2 separate regions of the Zea mays genome follow, and region 2 is linked to region 1. Evidence: chromatin contacts called from public Hi-C data. All regions are on one chromosome and are shown on one strand. Each heading gives the region's core, a stretch centred on a gene start, on an enhancer-like site or on the middle of the called end of the contact. The rest is flanking DNA. Distances are from core to core; before and after follow the strand shown.

The links. Hi-C and Micro-C count contacts between places; a contact is called where the count stands out from the background.
Region 2: a Hi-C map of tassel shows a contact between it and region 1, with 2.6 times the contacts expected there. The contact joins the promoter of LOC103654440 here to the promoter of LOC100272565 in region 1. A contact is called at or near these places in 4 of 25 Hi-C or Micro-C datasets (bundle sheath, ear, leaf and 1 more).

The regions. Positions count from the first base shown.
Region 1 is chr4:201,508,560-201,515,815 of Zm-B73-REFERENCE-NAM-5.0, forward strand. It overlaps LOC100272565 (putative B3 DNA binding domain family protein), which reads left to right and starts at 5,624. Exons shown (of 9, transcript NM_001147032.1): 1 at 5,624-6,027; 2 at 6,395-6,727; 3 at 7,246-7,256. The coding sequence starts at 5,856. LOC541952 (nucleosome/chromatin assembly factor D) reads left to right here and starts at 3,151. Exons shown (of 6, transcript NM_001358409.1): 1 at 3,151-3,315; 2 at 3,424-3,630; 3 at 3,736-3,793; 4 at 3,899-3,943; 5 at 4,031-4,099; 6 at 4,236-4,569. The coding sequence starts at 3,215. The coding sequence ends at 4,394.
Region 2 is chr4:201,645,374-201,652,458 of Zm-B73-REFERENCE-NAM-5.0, forward strand. LOC103654440 (ENHANCER OF AG-4 protein 2) reads left to right here and starts at 3,795. Exons shown (of 12, transcript XM_008681271.4): 1 at 3,795-4,430; 2 at 4,576-4,652; 3 at 6,344-7,085. The coding sequence starts at 4,317.

The DNA of each region.
Region 1 (7,256 bases), core at 4,374-6,873:
AATAATAGAGCAAAACTAATAATAAATCCCATGCAATGCAAATGACAAATTGAAATTAATTCCATATGTTAATCATGCGAGAGTCCTGAGCTGCTCATGACCGCGAGCACCGTTAGTATACCAGTTTTACACTCTGCAGAGGTTGTACCCTGTACCCACAAGTCATGTTACCCATCTTCCACGGGGTTGTACGGGCCCCATACACCTCTACCAAGGAAGCGAGGCAGGGTAACACTACGAGGCATTTACAAAGTTCCACTAGCTTCAGAAAAAACGCTACAGTTCTAGGAAGAGCAGTGCAAGAATCCCCCGTCTGACCGTCATCGCAGCAAAATCAACCCGGAAACATCCCTACACGCCTACTCCCCTACTGCCCTTGCCCCTATCGGGTAAGGTAGTCTTCCACTAGCTTTCCTAGTTAGTCAGCCAAGGGCGTCCCAAATTACACCCTTGTGGTGGCACGTGTTTCTCAAGTTAAACTCCATGTTCCAATTAAAATAATGATCTTGTCATGAACAGAAATAGAACAACAATAAATAATTGGAACATAATCATAATGTAATATTAATCCCAAAACCATGTATAACAATAGCAGTTTCTACCCAAAAATTCAGGGGTAAACAAGGTGAAAAGATAACCAGACTAGGGTGACCTATTGGGTCCCATCAAAATTAAGCATATGCATGAATAAATGATTATAAAGAACGTTATTGGGTAATAAAAGTGGTCAAGGGCACAACTTGCCTTTAATGAGCTCCTGCTCAGCAACTTCTAACTGCTGAACACCCGGATCCTCGGTCGCTGGCTCTTCTACTCGCCACAATACAAACAATCATGGTACAAGGGAGAAATTAACATCACACCAAACATAATAATACATGTTTTTGGGATTAATAATACATTATGATAATAATCTACGCATTAAACGAGATCATAGGAAAAAGAATCAATAAATTCAGAGTTACGAATTTCGAGTTATGAATTCCCGAAGATTTTATGTGTTTGGTTCAAGATTAATTAAGAGACCAATTTTAATATAGTTTTCATGTTAAAACAGAGAAACTATGTGATGAACAATATTATTACAAAATTATAGGAACTGGAATGGACTAAGAAGGATTAAATATGAATTTTCTAGGAATTAAACAAGTTTTTGTAATTAATTTTATACTAAAAATCAATTTCTATAATCATTTATTCATTTTCACTGACCTCTGGACTGCACACATAATAACTAGATAACTCAGGGCTAAATCATAGTTTTCTCCAAGACTCAGAATCTCATGCCATGGACTGTGGGTTTGTTTCCCTAAAACAGAGGGTCCTATTTGTAAAATCAACCAATCGAAGAGGTATCGCGGGTTCCTGAGCGCCCGGTCGCAAGTGAACGGACCCGATTAGATCCACCCGCGCTTGAACCGGTACACGATCTAAGCCGTTCGATCCAACTCTGATGCCCCAGATTTAATTACCCTACATCGACTCTCGCTCGATCGATCGGAATTGGACGGACCAGAACGAATCGGCCACGACGAAAATGTGTTTTAGATCTCGGCCGTCCAACTAGAGATCTACGGTCTACGCACCAACACACCAGATCTAATTCAGCCATCCTCGTGGAGATCCACGGTCGGCGCTCGTTGTCAACCTCCCGCTGGCCATTGCGGCGGCGCAGTCCCGCCCGGCACAGCCGTTGACAACGTGCAATACCGCGCGCCATGGTGACCCAAACCCTAATTCTCTAAGGAAATACATATTGAATAACAATGCGAACACGAGAGTGGCATCCTCACCTTGATTAGCAGGTCGATGCCCTCTGACCGCGACGCGCGGCAGAGTCCAAAGTACGGTGAGCAATTCCGGTCACTCTGATGGTCGATTCGTCCACCCATGGCCGTGAGCACCCATCAAGCACCGCTAAGGAACTCCCCAAACCTTCAGTGGATCCCCGAACGCTGGGTGGACCGGATTGCCGTGCGGCGGTCACCCAAGCGCCACCCTTCCTCCCTCTGCTACCGTAGGGGTCTCAAGTGTGGGTATAGGTGTGAGGAAACGAGATAACGAGAGCTCCTATGATGGATTTATGCACACAAAGTGGGATCGGGGCGGCCATAACGGCCCGCACGGAATCGACACGTCGTTGAGCTCCGCCCGCCGCGCGTGCTGAACAGGGGAGACTCGGTAATTTGGGCCCACACGCAAGTGAGAGGTGGTGAACGTGGGGGCGCATTCGGCTGGCGAGTGGGGTCCGCTAGTCAGTACCGGTGCTGAGAGCACGGTTCAGCTGGACTAGGTAGTGGGGCCGTTCGTCAGCGACAGACGAAGGTGCAAGGAACTGACCAGTGGGCCATGGCTGTCTGTGCCATGCCAGGCAGCAGCGGGGTTGGCCGCGTGGAGGAAAAAGGCCAGGTGGGCTGAATTGAGGATGGCGGCCCACTTAGGTTAGTTTTGTTTTCTTCTTTTCTTTTCTGTTTTCTTTTTTTTTTATTTTGAATTCGAAATTTTAAATTTCAAATTTTGTGGCAAATTTGTACTCAATTTTTGGAGGTATGATTCAAACATGCCATGGTGAGATGAATTTATTTATTTATAAATTTATTTTGTATTGGCTAAAATTTCTCTCTCCCTTTTCTATTTTCCATTTTTTTTCTAAATTTAAGGAGTATTTGGTTCCGGACTAAAGTTACTTATTTAAGGAGTATTTGGTTCCGGACTAAAGTTTAATTTGAATATCAATTATAAATATAAAATATAGGATTAGTTAGATTTAATAAAAACGTCTTATATTTTAGTCTTATCTATATAATTAATATTATAATCAAACCACATTTAGTACCCGTAATTATGTTGACAGAGGAGCAGCGGCGGCGGGAGACATGTTTTTGATTTGGATCTAGGCGGGGGGAGGGGAGAGCAACTCAGAAAGAGAGAGCGGGACGGCAACTTTGGTTGGCGCCAAGACGAAGAAGCCTCGACCGTCCGATCTGTGGATTGGCTGCCAGGTGCTATGGATTTCCAATTCTACAATTTTTTGGCTGGCTTCCCTCCTCCTCCCCCCGCCGCCTGCAATTTGGGCTGCCGCCTCCCGCCGAATCCTTCGTCGCCTCCCCTCCGTCTTTATTACTCCGATCTCCTCTCCCTGCCTGGACATCCATCAATCCTCATCGCCACCCAACCCGCCGAGTCCCCAAGCAAGTTGAGCATCCATCCATCCATGGCGGGAGGCAAGTCCACCGGCAATGCCGCGCGCAGCAGGAAGCGCGTCGAGGCAACCGTCCTCAAGCGCTCCAGGGACGGGAGCGCCTTCACCAGATGGTAACCACCTGGCCTGCCTGCCTCTCCAACTCTCCCTTCCTCCTCTCCCTGCTCGACCGGACCGCTATCTGATGATTCTGATGCGAGCGAATCCCATCATGCATGCAGCGAGGCCTGCAACAAGGATGTCCCCGTCGTCCTCATCGACATGCACAGCTGCAGCCTCGACGAGAAGATCAGGATGACGCTCGAGGCGCAGGTCGTCGAGAAGACCGTCGAGGTCGCCAGTGCGGACCGCAAGAAGTCCTCCGCCAAGGGAGGTGGTAACAAGGACGCCAAGCGCAAGCGCTCGCCCACCGCCTTCTTCCTCTTCATGTATGCTGCAGACGCAGCGCGACACGCACATTCGCGCATTCTCCTTTGTTCCTCGCCCTCCTGATGTATACGCGTTTCGTTACATCGTCGATTTATTTCTTCCAGGGACGACTTCAGGAAGGAGTTCAAGGCCACCCATCCTGACAACAAGAGTGTCGCCACCGTATGGGCTTTTCTCTACGCCTCGCCTGCATTCCATTCCATTCCATCTTTTGCTTCATCCCACCCAATTTATTCTGCTAATCTTTTTTTTTTCTGTTGATTGAAGGTTGCAAAGGAAGGAGGGGAGAGGTGGAAGTCCATGACAGACGAGGTAAGTCCTGAATCTGAATCTGTCGAGTTTCCAACTCTTGCTCTTCATTCATTCATTCACGCTATGCTGTTCATTTTTCTGGACCAGGAGAAGAAGCCTTACATTGAAAAGGCCGCGGAGCTCAAGGCTGAGGCCGAGAATGGCGAGGGCAGTGGTGTAAGTCCATCTTCTTTTCTCTGCCTTCTCCTCTCCTTTTGTGGGCACTGTCATGTGTAATCTGTCTCTGCCAGCTAGTCTGCTACTGCTGCTACCTGTGTATTTCCCTGATGGCAATTCGGTGGCTGTGATGCAGGAGAACAATGTTGCCACTAAGAAAGCCAAGACAGATGACCAGGAGGTGGATCAGCCAGCAAAGAAGCTCAGAAAGTGCAAGGCTCTTCACGAGGACGAGGATGACGATGGTGACCAGGAAGACGAGGATGAGAAGAACGAGTTGGATGACGACATGTAGATGGCAGAGGCCACTCTCCCATCTCTGTAAATGGATGGCAGATGTGAGCGTCTAGTTAGAAATGTCACTTGTTTCAAGCTAGAGGGAAGAGGAAGATAGTCAGTAGTGAATATCCCCCGTTATCGTTGCTACATGAATGAACTATTCTATGATGCAGTTCTGTCTGCTTTCATCTCCATCCAACACATGTACTCAATGCCCTTTTCTTTTCTGGATTTTCTATATTACATCCATTGCTCCTGCCCCTAGAATTGAAGGTTGGTTCATGTTTGGTGGAAGACTAAAAAGGACAAAGGAAGGAGGCGTTGTATCAGTAGCACCGTTGCCTAGTTACATTAGCATCACCATCAGCATCAACCAAACAGTACAATAGCTGCATTTCACAAACATATTATCGGAATACTTAATGGTCCTAGTTTTACAATACTTGCCTAGATTATTAGAATCCTCGGATCTGTACTTTACCGGACGGTCACCAAAATACTTAGCTTAACATACTAGTAAAATATGAAATTCTTCTAACGATTTTTAGAATGCATACTACCCTCCACTTTAGTTTACGTATCATTGGTAGAGAACATTGCAGCAATTCTGACGATGAGTTTTTTTTCTTTCTAGAAAAAAAAGATTAAATTTGTTGAGACTTATGTTTGAGTAGGTGTATATAATACACTTCATTAGCATTGTATACTTTTAGATTAAAAAATGGGAGTGTACGCAACTTCCTAATGACAAATACAATACTTCATTTATTATGAATAAAAAATTGGATCCGAATGACTAGTCACTACATTTTTAATGGGGTATTTGCCGACTAAATTCTAATGTTTAAATGATAATTATTGGTGCTAAAAATAGTTTAATTATTATTAAATAATATGATGTAATTGAAGGCGTGCGCGGCAGAATGGATAGTGATAATGGGTGCAAATCCTGGGAGGATATTTTTGTTCCTTGCCTTTACCCTTTTTTTCCCCTCTCACGGTCGAATCGAAGATACGAAGAAGTCGGAGGAGGAAAAAAAAGCAAGGAATTCACCATCAGTACGTTCTTGCGGCGTGTAGAGAGAGAAGAGAACGGGTGACAGTAGCAAGCAGCCATAGCATAGCAGGACCACTCCTGCGCTGCACTGCACCAGTCTGCAGGTGGGTGCGGTGGGGGTGGCCGGGTGGGGTGAAGTGGAGAGAGAAAAGAGGAGGAGGTCGTCTGGCCCTTTCCCCTTCTTTGCCCTTGGCCCTTGGCCTCCTTTCGTCGAGAGAGAGAGAGCTGTGCTGGCTGCTGCTGCCCCGGGTCCGTCGGGACGGGTAGATGAGGAGGAAGAGAACAGCTCGTGACTGACTGACTCCCTCCCTCAGCGTGAGTGGGTTGCGGACGACCACATCCATCCGTTCCCACCATTCCCTTCTCCCACCTCGCCTCCTCCCCTTGCCCTTGCCCTTCCACAGCCGGAATCAGGGGGTAATGGGCCAGATGGGAGGACCCGACGGCGACGGCGACGGCGGCGCGGGCCCGCACCACCAGTACCACTACCAGGCGCTTCTCGCCGCCGTGCAGAACCCCAGCCAGGGCCTGCACCCCTTTCCCCTCCCCTTCCACGTGCCTCTGCACGCAGGAGCGGGAGCACCCGCCGCCGGTCAGTCACTCTCTCTTTCCCTCTCTCCGCATTCTCTTCCCCTTCCCTTCCTTCCTTCCTTCCTCACCGGATGGTCGGGTGTTTGGATGGATTAGGGAGGGAGGGCACCACCTGGAGTAAGTAGACTAAATTACCATTCAATTTTGCAATCCCGGCCGCACCCTACGCTGGTGCTTAATTTTGCACGGCACAATTTCTATTCCTCCACCACTGTCCACTGCTGCTGATCTATAATTTCTTACAGTACACGAGAGTACTATCAGAATCTAAACCTAATCTTACTTCTATCAGTTAATACTCTCTTTTTTTTCTTTTTGCATACAAATGTTTCCAATTCTTGTTGTTCACCCCAAACCCTATGCTGCAGGACCAGGACCTGGAGCTGATGCTGATGCCTCCACACACAATGCCAATGCCGCTCACCACTCTCAACCTCCAAGAGGTTTCACCGATTGGAGCGCGTCCAACAGTGCCTTCGCCGCCGTTGCCTCACAGCCCGCACCTGCTACCACCAATACACCCTTCCATTACAACCTCTCCCAGTCTTATGCCCTATGGACCCATTACATGCTTAACAAGAATGTATCCTACTCTACTTACCCTACACCACATGAGGAGCATCCCCACCCATTGCGCCATACCCACATCCAGGAGAATCCCCACCCATTGCGCCATACCCACATCCCGGATAAGGATTCAGGTACATCACCTTCTTTCCTTCACTTTCCTACTGCAAATTCCCTTCATTAACTTGTATATATATGTATCACTCTGATTAAATTTGACTGAAACGAAAACTCTCATGGAACCATGTAAAATATACAAGGTATAGTCCTTTCACAAACTTAGAGCAAAAACATGGCTTGCTTTCTTTTCATTCCTTTCTGGTTCACAGACATAACTATAGCTTGCTGCAGTTAGTAAGTTTGATTTCGTCTTCGTTGTTTTTAATGTCCTTTTGGCCTTCAAGCATGTTACGTAAGTTGGCAGTTTATTTCTGTATCATCATATTATTATCTGTGGTTGCATGGTACATATATTAGAATCCAATGTAGCATCAACCTGTATCCACATTGATTTAAGCATGGGCCAACTAATCTGGTGCGTCGCAATAGTCAGCATGTCCCGATTGTTATCCTCTGATGTAGAACCAATCTTTCACAATCCCGCCTCTGCCTCCGCCTCAGCTAGTTTCTTCATATTCTATGGAAACAACAGGTTGTGCATCT
Region 2 (7,085 bases), core at 2,545-5,044, 130 kb after region 1:
CATCGTAGATGGCGAAAGTAGGTGGGACCATAGTCCCATCTTCCTCTATTGACTGTGGTGATGTTGGTGGAGCAGGTATTCATATCGGTTGCATTTAATGCACGTCTTATGGTTCCCGAGAACTTTGGCCAATGCCGGGCTCGAGGTTGGCCTTGGTCCGAGATGGCCTCGGGGCGAGGTGGAAATTGCTTTCCGTAAAGGCGAGGCGAATCGAGGATCCACGCAGGCACAACCTTCGCCCGAGGATGGGCTTGGGCGAGACGTAGTTTTGAGCAGCCGTTGAGCGGGGTCTCGGGCGACCTCGAGGAGCGAGTTTTTTGGTTTATGATTTCTTGGTACTCGGGTGTTAGATATGCTTAGGAGCATAATCTGAGTACCCCTAATCATGAAACCCGACAAATAAGAATTATGAACGAATGATGAACATGAACAATGAATATGTCGTATGAATGAGCGATGAATAGTTCGTATGAACGAACGATGAACGATGAATATGAATTATGAACGAAAGGACGAACGATCGAATGATCGGACGAACGAATGATCAGAATTTCAGCACCATGATAGATGAACAATAATTTAATTTGGACGAACGAACGAACGATCGAATGGACGAATGAACAAATGAACCATGAACAATGGGATGAACAATCGGACGAACGATCAAACGAACAAACTATGAATAGTTGGAAGAACGATCGAATGAACGACCGAACGATCATTGTGCTCGTGTTGTGCTTGTGTGGGAGTGGAATGAGTGAGAGTAAGTTTCCATGAAATGGCTTGGGATGGCATGAGGGAACCCCTTGTCTCTCTATTTATAGGCAAGGTGGGGGAATTATGGGGAGGAGGCGAGAATTAGTGGAAAATTAGCATGTATTAGCAATGAATAAGTGAAATTAGGTTGTAGATTTCATTGTATGACACCCGAGGGCATATATATACACGTGTGAGCATAAGGAAAAATATTTAGAAAATATTTATAAGGATTTTAAAAATGATTTCGAGGGTATTTCTCAGGATAATTTTTTGGAGAAATATTGGTGGAATATTTAGACAGTATTTATGAAAAGATTTTGAAGGGATCACTTGGAAAATATTTGTAGGATATTTTGAGGAGAATTTTGAAGAGAATATAAACCACTATATTTTCTTTGTTGAGATCAACTTGCAAACAAATATTTTAAAAATCACTTTGATTTTAGAACGAGTTTGAGAATTTTTTAGATTTGAATTTTTAGGGTGCTATAGTGTTACATGGAGGCGGCTTCTGTTTCTTATGGCGACGAGCTTTCTTGGCTCGTGGTGGTGCATGCGAGATGGGTTGGGGGTCACCAAGGCTTCGACTTTTATACGCCTGGGGTAAGTGATTGATAGGGATGAGGTTGGTGAGGGAGAGAATTTCTCTGGCGGTTGTTGAAGCATGGCGGCTATGGTGACGGCTCACAACGACCGCGGTGAGAGAATCTTCTGGCGACGTAGGCCTGCCTGGCGGTGACACAGTATTGTGATGCGTGAAGAAGTAAGCGACTGACACGTGGCTAGTTGAAACATGGCGGCTATGGTGACGTCTCGCAACGACCATAGTGAGAGAATCTTTTGGCGACGTAGGCCTGCCTGATGGTGACACAGTTTTGTGATGCGTGAATAAGTAAGCGGCTGACGCGTGACTCGCCCGGCTAATGGCACAAGGCGAGAGACTGCACGGGGGATGGCTAATTGGGTTGGCGGGGATGGCTAATTGGGCTAGGGTGAGGGAATAGGCCCACAACGTTAGTAGTTTTTTTCTTTTAAATTCATATTCTCATTTTGTTGTCAAATCAGATTTAAATTCAACTAAAGTTCCAATTGCTCAATCAATAACTGGAATGGGTGTAAATCATTATTTTTTGGATGTAGTTAATTAGATAGTCCATTAAATATTTAGTATTTAGTACTTATTTAGTTTATAAGCAAGTAATATATATCTTTTATCAAAAGTCACTTTAATTCAAATATTTTTAAAGAGTATTTCCGATTCACATCAAACACACAATCATAATCTCCGACATAATGCATAAATTTAAACTTTTATTTCATATTTATTTTATAGGGAACATGTCTTGCAAATGAAACATAAACTTAAAATAAACTCTAGTTTTATTTCTCAAGAACTACCTAATACTTTAAACCATATTTTTAAGGCTTTACATCTATTCCATGTTTTACCCTTATTTTGTTGGATTCTAGCTGATTGTTTCGTTGGATTCTAGCTGATTGTGACTTAAAAACTTAAACTATTGAACTTATGAATATGTGAATTAAAGACTAGACAAATTAGTTAGTCTGAATGATTATGATGGTCATCAAGCACCAAAATCAATATAAAAAATGGTCTAAGGCTATTTTACTTTCAATAATATTATAAAAATATATCTATAAGTTATGTTGATTTTAAGGCGTTTTTTTAAAATTCATGTGTTTGTAGGTATTGGTAGTGGAAGAATAAACCCTTGTCTTATACCCGTTGGGTTTTCATTTAAACCCATTAAGACCATCTCCAGCAGGTCGTGCAAAATACTTGTACTGTTAGCAGAGTTAAGTTTAAAATAAAAAGTGAGATAAAGAGTAAGATAAGGAGTTTGATAGAAATAGTATAATAAACACATAGGTAGATAAATTGGACCAAACCTGTAACTAAGGGCTAGTTTGGGAACACCATTTTTAAGGAAAAATGAACTAATTTATCTTGAGAAAATGAAAATCTCTTGGTAAAATGGGATTCCCAAACTAGCCCAAACAGAGAAAAACCAATTGAGTTTCAAGTAGCGGGTACACATTGCCATATCTAAGAGCAACTCCAAAAGAAACGTGTAAACTAACCCCAAAACATATATTAGTCAAAAATAGTGATTTTTCTTACTCTAACAGCTCCCTCATTCTCCCCCTAAAAAATTAGCGTCCGCATTCACAGCCTCCTCTCCCTCATATTTTAGTGTGTTCCATCCCTCCCAATCCATTCCTCAACGTATCAGATCATCCACAGCCTCTGGACGACTTTGCAGATGGCGCCACATGTCACATTTAAAGGAACTGTTGGAGTACCCATCATGATTCACTCTTAAAACTTTTGAGCCTACTCTTAGTAACCAGTTTTTAGGGTAAAATTTTTAACATACTTTTGGAGTTGCTCTAAACCCAACACCTTCAACAGGGAAGAACGGCCCAACCGATCCTATCCCACAGTATGCGCACGGATTAGGTAAGAACCATGTTAGGCCTTGTTCGGTTATTCCCAATACATATGGATTGGATGAGATTGGAAAAAAAATTGAGAATAAATTTGACTTGTTTGGAATTTAAACCCATCCAATCCCACTCAATCCACATGGGGCCTGTTTGGTTCAGCTTTTTTCTGACCAGTTTTTCTGAAAATCTGGCTGTGGGGAGAATCTAAGTATCATTACGATTACATGTGGAGGAAGATAAAGTTATTCATAGGGCTCAGGATCTAGAAAGTGACGGATTCCTACTATTACAACAACTCAACCGATTATGTGTTTATGTTGATTTTGGATGGTTTTTGCCCCAACGAATTTTATAGAAGCTGGCTGAAAAGCTGAGCGTTTGACAGTCCGCAACAACTTTTGGTGGCCAGAAGCTGCCAGAAGCCGAAACAAACAGGGCCATGGATTGAGAGCTAACCGAAAAACGTCTCACGGCTCGTTTTTATGTGACCTAAATCCGATCAGATCCGTTTGAACAGGTTTAGGCACAAGGAATGAAACCCGTGGGATGCAGATCGGACGGCTGCTATGGTATCTTGATGAAGGACCTGAGCACGGCACGACACAACAGCGCACGGGAGAGACGGACCCAGACCGCAGTGGCACAGGCGCACAGCAGAAAGGCGAGGGAGAGGAGAGCCGCCCGCATCCGCGCACCGCACCGCACCGCGCCGCGCCGTTCAGAGAGGGAGAGGAGGGGACGCGAGGAGGAAGAAGAAGCAGGCAAACAGCAGCAGAAGGCAGAAGCCCCGTCCCATCCCCGGCAGCCCCCTCCATCCAAGTGATTTCAAGTAGCCACCGAGAAGCGGAGAAGGTGACCGCACCTCACGCAATTTGCCCCTGCCCGTCGATTCCATCGCCTCCCGCCGTCCCTTCCCTCCTCTAGGGTTGTCTTGTGGGTGCCCGTGCTTCCCACCCTAGGGGCAGGTCCAGGGCCGGGCCTTCTCTTCGCCCCGCCTCCGCTGCTCTTTTCTTTGCTGCTAGGGTTAGGTTAGGGTTCGACGCTGTGGGGAGGGGCATCCTCCTCCCTCGCCGCCGCCGCCGCCGCCAATGCCTCCCGGCGGTAGGCGCGGCGCCAAGCAGCGCTCCAACTGGACCAGGGAACCCCAGCTAGGCGACCTTGTCCTCGCCAAGATCAAGGGATACCCGTCCTGGCCAGCTAAGGTAAGGTTCCACCTTCCTCGCCTCTTCTTGCGGTTGTTACTGCTGCCCATACAACCACACTAGGGTTTCACTCCCTTCCCACCTCATCCTTTCCGTGTCTACTCGCCTTGCTTCGGCTAATGCTCTAAATTCTGTATCTGCACAGATCAGCAAGCCCGAGGACTGGAAACGTAAGCCAACGCCAAAAAAGTTCTTCGTCTGCTTCTACGGCACCGGGGAGATGTAAGCTCTTTGCCTGGAAGCTGCTACCTTACCGTTATTTCTCGCTATATACCGCAACTGCCATTCTTGCAACCATCAATTAATTCCCTATTGGGTCACGCCATTTTTCGTGCACGAATTGCCTAAAACTGTCACTCTAGATCACTTATCACATTTTAATAACAAATCGTCAAAATGTGGCCAGGCAACCTGTATGGTAGCAGGGCCAGTCTCTTGCTCTCTGTTTAGTACTCCAAGTGTAACACGTTACAAGCCTGGACTCTGGGTTTGCTCTTCACTACAGATCGAGATTAAGTCTTCCTTTTGTCATGCAGATCCCCAGTAGTGTTGTTTTGCTTAGAGATAGTCCAGGTCACGACAAGGGGAGGTCAATGCTTGCAATTTATTGTCCCAACTCTCAAATTTACAGATTTTGCACACCTCTGGTCTCCCAAGCATTCTCTAGCTTAGCCACGTGTGGCTTTGATAGCGAACCACACATTTTGCAGTTCTTGGGAGAATATAATCCTTTATCTTTTATATGTTTTTTTCTTTGGCAAAATGGCTTTTATACATGGACTTATTAAAGAAAGGATGCAAATTTAATGAAGTGGAGTTTTGAGTTTATGGTTTTCACTCTTTTCAGTCCTAACTATTCTCATTTTCCCATAGGGGAATTGAATTTCAGATGTAAATTGTTGTACACCTTCTTTATGTCTATACCTGACTAGTTTCTCTTATATGGTTAGATAATTAATTTCTGTGTTTGTACTAAATCAATCTGTTATTTTAAATTCTAAAAACATGTGTAACTTCATTGTCGATGTAATGTTGCTTGCTCCTGTCTGCTTGGTCAGCCCAGCCCTGTGGCATGATCTTTTTTTATAAGGACGAGAGACAAGAACATTTATTACTAGAAATTGCTTCTTGAAATATCCTCACTTTTCTGCTTTAAGCCTCTCAGTTCGGTTACCCAGTCCATAAAATGCTCTGGACTGTTCATAAGGCTTAATTTTTTTCGAAAGTATATGCCTTATGAACAGTCCAGAACATTTCATAGACTGGGTAACCAAACCGAGAGGCTTAAAGCAGAAGAGTGAGCCGAGTTGGTTAGGTGGTTTGAGTTCCTGGGTTTGACTCCTCGCGAGAGCGAATTTTCATGTTGTGGTTAAAAAATCCCCTCGTCTGTCTCACGTCAAAGCACAGGTCTAAGGCTCGGCCCTGGTCGCGGTCGTTCTCACATGGGCTACGGTGCCGCTGGGGCAGGGGTTCAGGGGTTTTCTCGACCTGCGTGAGAAGTTGTTCTTAATATAATACCGTGGGGGCGGTCTTACCCTGTAGGTCGAGTTTTTTATAAGGCTTATATTTTTCTAAAGTAACAAACCAAGAATGACTTTCATTTCTTTGTACCTTGATTCTGCTAAAGCTTGACAGAGTTCATTTTTTAACTTGGTATTCTTTAGCTATTTTCCACGTTATCCTTTATGCATAGAATGTTCAATAATGTTGATAGTGAACTACTGTTACACGAGTTAAGTTGATGAATGCATTGGGTTGCATTAATTTGTAATATGACCGCCTAATAAATTCTTACTGCCTTTTCCTTGCTATGATAAGCACTTGTTTTGATGTTGTTGCCTGTGCTGTCTTACATATCTGCCTTTTGCTTGCCATGATCACTTAGTTGCTAATGAATGAATATCATCCTGCAGTGCCTTTGTACCTCTGGCAGATCTTGAGGAATTTACTGAGAAGAAAAAGAACGATCTGTTAGATCGAGCTCTTAAAGTTCAAAGAAAATATGTTCAACAATTTAATGTTGCTGTGGAGCAGATCTGCAAGGCTTATAATGAATTGCCAAAAACATCTGAAGCCGCAAATGTAGCATTGCCTGATCAGAGTGAAAAGACTACAGAGCACCTGGTGAGGTCACCTGATATTGGTGGGACTCCAGGACTGGGACAAATGGAAGATGATCCCCCTACTGATTGCTCAAGTACTTCAGGGCAAGGGTCAGGGACCGAGGAGGATGTCAAAGATGGTGGTCATGAAATAGGTGATAATTCTTTGGCAGTTCCTCAAAAGAAAGCATCTTTACAACAGGATCCTAAGCATCCCAAGACAAAGAAGTCTGCTGCATCAAAGTCTGGTTTTGACATGTACACAGAACAGGAGCATTCACCAACATCTCTGCGGGCAGAAAGGCAGATTGAAGAGGTGAAAATTGAAGAAGAGAGCTGTCATCTAGAAGGTTTTGTTTTGGAACCTAACTTGGAGGTGGTTTGCGCCCTTGAAGTGCCAAAGAATTTTAAATCCAACAAGCTGTTGAGGAATGCTGAAAGTAAGGAAAATGAGCATGTTGGTGTTGGTAGTCCTACTGGAAGGATTGCTGTTGAGGCCGCATCTGATGTTGTATTAAACATGAGTGCTGAAGAAGAGAGCAGAGAATTTAAG